Linked DNA regions of Oryctolagus cuniculus: region 2 is linked to region 1. A link is a contact called in public Micro-C data. All regions are on one chromosome and are shown on one strand. The core of a region is the stretch at or near the end of the contact, and the rest is flanking DNA. Distances in the headings are between cores, read along the strand shown.

The links. Hi-C and Micro-C count contacts between places; a contact is called where the count stands out from the background.
Region 2: a Micro-C map of ear pinna shows a contact between it and region 1, with 4 times the contacts expected there. The contact joins the enhancer-like site here to the promoter of LOC127491317 in region 1. A contact is called at or near these places in 3 of 6 Hi-C or Micro-C datasets (ear pinna, embryonic fibroblasts and skin fibroblasts).

What each region holds. Positions count from the first base shown.
Region 1 is chr18:48,103,740-48,106,439 of mOryCun1.1, reverse strand. LOC127491317 (collagen alpha-1(I) chain) reads right to left here and starts at 1,427. Exons shown (of 6, transcript XM_070063309.1): 1 at 1-1,427. The coding sequence starts at 1,277. The coding sequence ends at 324. It overlaps CDH11 (cadherin 11), which reads left to right and starts at 1,418. Exons shown (of 12, transcript XM_070063308.1): 1 at 1,418-1,669.
Region 2 is chr18:49,135,097-49,137,796 of mOryCun1.1, reverse strand. No RefSeq gene overlaps it. Among named protein-coding and RNA genes, the nearest start is that of CDH5, 170 kb to the left of the region's middle. Within about 2 kb of position 1,371, at least 4 of the 8 cell types and tissues checked have an H3K27ac peak or open chromatin away from gene starts, as enhancers often do. A contact at or near this core is called in ear pinna, where this site is marked.

The DNA.
Region 1 (2,700 bases), core at 178-2,677:
CCCTGCGGCGTGGACACCCGGGGAGCTGCGCGCTCGGGGAGCCGCGGGGCGGGGGCCGGCCGCCCTTCTCCGCGCCCCCTCGCCGGCCCCTTCCTCAAGCGCACAGGCCCCCAGGCTTTCCCTTCCATCTTAGGCCTCTTCCTCCGCGAACTCCCGGGCCCGCTCCTCTCCGCACGCCCTTGCCGCCTGCTGCGCTCTAAGGGCCGCGTTCCCTCCACGCCCTCCGCATCCTGCCCTCTTGCGGGTCCCTCTCTCCGCCTTTCCCCCGTCCTCGCCTGCGGCTCCTTCGCCTTTTCACCGTCTCTCGGCGTCTTCTCTTGCCGTCACCTCCCAAGCCGGAAACTTATCCCGACCGCGAGCACCCTCGCAGGCACGGGTGTTCCCCGCGGGGTCTGCGGGTCCCAGCGCCGCTCCCCGCGCCACGAGCGCCCCGCCCAGTCCCTGGCGCCACTCGGAAGCCCCGACCGCGGCACCCCTTTCGCCCAGAGAGACTCCGCGGGCCGGAAGCGGGCTGGGGTGGGGGGGGCTCCCTTCTCAGTAGCGGGTTCCTCCGAGAGCGGGGAAGCTGGGGGACCGCGGACGGATGCGGGCTCCGCGCCCCGCGGGCCCTCGCTCCAGCGGAACCGCGCACTCCACAGCGCCGCGGCGGGTCTGCGGGGGCTGGGGGAGGCAACAAGTGACCGGACTTGCAGAGATCCCGGCCCCTGTGGCTGGGACCGCGGCCAACGCACCCCTGGGGAGGGGGCTGGCGGGGCGGCCCGAGGCGAAGCTGCTTCCGCGCCCGCTTTGAGGCGCCGGCTTGAGGGAGAGGCGGGGCGAGCTGCAGGAGCGCGGGGACCGAGCTCTCCCAAGTCCGAAGCCGCCGTCCCCGGCTCCTCCGGCACCCGCGCCACCAGCACCATTTCAAGGGCTGGGGGGCTGGGTGGAGACGGTGCGGAAGCGGTCCCCGCGGAAGCGTTTCGGGACGTGGGGTGATCGGGTGTGAGAGCAGAGAACGCGCTGCCCTTTTCCCCGGGGCCTCTCCCACGTCCCTCCGCCCGCGGACCTGGCCGGGCCGGGAGAGGAGGGCCCAGCCTCCCCAGCTGCAGCGGATTTGGGAGAGACGAGGAACACCGGGGCTCCCAGCCCCTCACCGGCTTTCCCCCACCGCCCTCCCCGATTGGCTGTGCGTCCCCAGAGCCCAACTTCAGCGGCTCCAGACTCTGTCTGAGCCCCAAGGGAGCCGGAGCGCCGCGACCCGGCGCGGGAGGGGCGGCTGCGGGTCCCCAGGGTGGCATCTCCGTGGCCCCTGGGGGAGGGGCGCGCACGGGGTCGGCCCCCGCAGCCGCGGCCAGGCCCGGCTCGGCGCGTCTCGCAGCCGCGGCTCCTCTCCGCCCCCCGCCCTCCCCTCCCCTCCCAGCGGCGGCCTCCCTCCTCCCCCCACCGCCCGCCCGCCACCTCCCCCCGGTTTCTCATTCCTGCCACTAGCGCGCTCGGCGGCTCATTCCGCGGCCGCCGCCAGCTGAGGGGAGCGTCGCGGGCCGAGGAGCAGATGCCGCGGGGGCCGCTCGCAGCAGCCGCCGCCGACTTGTGAATGGGACCGGGACTGGGGCCGGGGCTGACACCGGTGCGCGCGCCCTGCGCCAGGGACCGACGGCCCGGAGGTCTCGTCCACCCGCGAGGGCCCCAGGTGAGACGCGCCGCGGGTCCCTTCTTGCCTGGATGGGGCTTCCCGGAGTGGGGAGCAGGCTCTTCTCTGGAGGAGAATGTCTTGGCGCGGGGGAGGTGGGGTGGGGGCTCTGGTGTCTGACTCTAAAGGGATTCCCCCCAGTGCGCAGCCCAAAGGGCTGGGGGCCGAGAGAAGATTTGTTGGGAACACGGGGAGGGAGCAGGGAGCCAGCGGTGGGCGCGGGCAGAACAGAGCGCAGAGGCGCCAGATGTGCGCTCCGCCGCCAGCGCCGCTCGGGCCTCCTCTGGGTCTGCGCCGAGGCCGCGGCACGGGGGGTTTGCACGCGGCTGGGGCTCCAGGCTGCGCAGTCGAGTCCTGGACACGTCGCCTGCCCTCTCGTCTTCTCTCTGGGGAAAGTCGTCTCCCGCGCGGTACCCGCCCGTCCGCGCGGTGCCGCTTCCCCGAGAGCCGCTACAGGACCGTGCTGTGCGGGGTTCCCACCGGGTCCTGCCTGCTGATGCCCGCCGAGCGTCCCCGGGGCTCGGTGCCTCGGGTCGAGACTGCCGAGAAAGCCCAGTCCATAGCAAGGGCCCGAGCGTGAAGCGGCGAGTTCGCGCACTTTCCTAGCGGAGCTGCGCTCCCGGCAGCGTGGGGTAAGGTCCGCGAGCCGCTCACTCTCGGCTCGGCTCCGGCCTGCGCTCGGCGGAGCCCGCCGGGGCCACCGTCAACTTTGCGAGCCAAACCGTCCCCGGAGCCCGCGCCTGCGCTCGGAGCGCGCCGAGCCTCTCCAGCCCCGGCGCGCACGGCCCCGCTCCCGGAGCCTTGCCAGGGACTAGGAGTCCGCGGGAGGTGCGGGGAGCCGAGAAGCGGGCGGGATCGGGGGTGGGGGGGAGCACGGCCTCACCCTGGGAGCCAGGAATCCCCAGAGAAAAGTGGGGTCCTGGAGGCCCGCGCGGCGCAGCTCAGCCCGTTGTCGCCAAGGCCCTGCTTTCCAGCCGGGGCTCGGGACGCCTGCCTCTCCCGGGTGAAAGGTTTTCTGGATGCGAGAAGAA
Region 2 (2,700 bases), core at 122-2,621, 1.0 Mb before region 1:
CAGCCCGGGTGAGTAGCCTACGGTCTAAAAGGTCAGCTTCCTTCCTGGCGGCAGGACAAGCTCTGAGGGGCGTGTGATGGGAGCAGGCTGCGCTGGGGCTCCGCCCAGAATCACAGCCTAGCCCGGCTCCTTCCAGTCCCGTTTTCCCCTCCACCTCTTGCTCACCTGCCTCCGTCCCTTCCTTCCTACCGAATCTCTGGCACAGGGATGCTCACCTCCAGGTCTCATTCTGGGCAGCCTGAGTAAGGCACAGATGTGAGTCTGACCTTGGTTTGCCCCTGCGGAACCCTGCAGCCTCCGCCAGGTCTGCAGTGATCCTGTGTCTCCCTAAGCCGACCGGGGGTGTGCAAAGCTTGGAGCTGGGAGTGTCTGGAGGGTGGCACAGTCACAGGGGAGGAGCAGGAGACAGCAGGGCTGAAGCACTCTGCTGCTGAGTCTGGTTCACAGTTTCATCATCTGTAAAGTGGGAATGATAATGGTGTTGACATATTGCGAGGAGTGAATCTGCCTTTGGAAAACACAGCCCTGAGCGCACAGGAAGTGTTCCGCTCCTCAAGGATATTCAAGTATTTGCCATCGCCACAGACCCTGGCTCCTAGCTGAGATTCAGAAGTGAGGTCACCGCGCCAGGACAAGGGCCGAGGCAAGCGCTCACCCCACGTTTTCCTGGTGGCTGCGGATCTAGCGCCCGCCTGCACTGGCCGCCCTGGCCGCGGCGTGTCGCGTCAGCGCTCCCTTCCCTCGCGCGCTCTCCCCCTCATTCGCTGAGTTCCCGAGAGCGTGACACCAGCGCCGTGCGGGGAGGCGATGCGGAGCCCGGCGGGCCGGGCCGGTGCTGCACGGGGCGGAGCCAGCGGCGCTGCGGCGGTCCCCAGGCGCCCGCATGAAGGGCCTGATTAACTTAAAACATTTCCCAGCTTCCGACGCACTTGATTAAAGTCAATTGGGGGGAAAGAAGATAAGCCCTTACCAGGGCTAATTTGCGGCTTAGAAAACTTGAATGTGTCTAAATCTCCGCGCGTCGGGCGTGCGGCGCGGCTGATTGCGGGGCAGCGCGGGCGACGCGTGAGCATTCGGGTGGCGGCTGCGTAGCCGGCCGCCCCCGCCGCGCGCCCCCACCCTTACCGCCGCGGCGGCCTGGCCGGCTGGTGCGGGCTTAGATACGTGTGCCTTTTGAAGGCTTGGAAACGGATGGCTTTGGATTCCGAGCACAGCCTCGGTAGCCTCCTTTCTCCCCCGGACGCCTGAAAAAAATCAAAGTGGGGGGTTTTGGGAGGCAGCCTCCAGGCTGGGGCGTCCTCTTGATGTGCTAATGGGTCGCGCGGGCTGCACCGCCGCCGCCAGGGACGCCGCGGCGTGGGCAGAGCTCTGCTTTTCCCAGCAGCTCAGGTGGCGCTGCGCCAGGCAGGCAGCAATTGGTTTTCCTGTCAGGAACCGCGCAGGGCTAACTTTTGATTTTTGATTGAAAATTTCCTGCAAAGATACAGACAGAGCGGGGCTCTCAGCCGGGCTGCCCTGCTTAGGCACAGAGACGACTCCGGCTGGGGGGAGTGGCGCACGTTTGGGGCCACTGGACCGTGTGCAGGTTTCTTTTTGCCGCACGACCCATGCCCACACATTGAACGGCTGTAGGTGAGGCCTCTGTGTTAGCTCCCGGGTCTGGAGGTGGGCGATGCGGCTGGATTCTGTGGCCAGGGAATCAGAAGGTGGAAGCCGAGGTGTCTGCTGGGCTGAGCCGTCCTGGGAGCTCTGGGGAGAAGTCTGTTTCCAGGCTCGTTGGGGCACTGGCAGCCCTGGCAGGCAAAGGAGTCCATTCTGTTTCCTTGCTGGCCATCAACTGGGAACTTCACTGGGTGATTCTGAAGAAGTAATTTTTTAAAAGATATATTTATTTGAGAGAGAGAGAGAGAGAGAGAGCGAGCTAGCTCTCCCATCTACTCGTTCATTGCTCAAATACCCACAACAGCCAGAGCTGATCCAGGCTGAAACCATGTACCTGCAACTATATCGGGTATCCCCTGTCGGTGCCAGGGATCCCGGTACTTGGGTCTTCATCCTCTGTCTTTCCAGGTGCGTTAGTAGGAAGCTGGATTGAAAGCAGAGAAGCCAGGACTCGAACTGGCAGCCCTATGGGATGCGGGTATCCTGCGTGCTGGCTTAACTTGCTGCACACAAGGTACACCCCATCGGCACTCCTGCTCAGACTGCCCCATCATCTGGCAGCAAGCCAAGGCTAGTGTATCCCCCTCGTGGTCTGAGTTGCTCCAGTTCCTCTTCTGTCACCAGCCAGAGGAGTCTCTGCTTTCTTTCGAGGGACTCACCCGGCTGAATGAGGCCCACCTGAGTGACCTCTGTGTCTCCAGGTCAGTAGACTTAGGACTTAGCTACACCTGCAGGATCTCAGCAGCACCTGCATTCATATTGGAGTAACTCGGGGGCACAAATGGTGCAGTGGCGGCGATGCTGAAGACCCTGTGGATCCCTGGCGGCCAGTGCCTGTGCTGTGGGCCGGCCCAGAGGACCCTGGACAGCCTCGAATGGCCTCCCCGGACTCTGGGAGATCCCACGGGGAGGAGAGAGGGCACCCAGGGGACCACGGCCAGGGGCACAAAGTTCCACGTCTCTCCTCTCTGCAGGGCCTCTGAGTAGCCCCGCACCTCCGGGGAGCCAGGTGAGGTCGCACGTTTGGGCTCTTGGGCT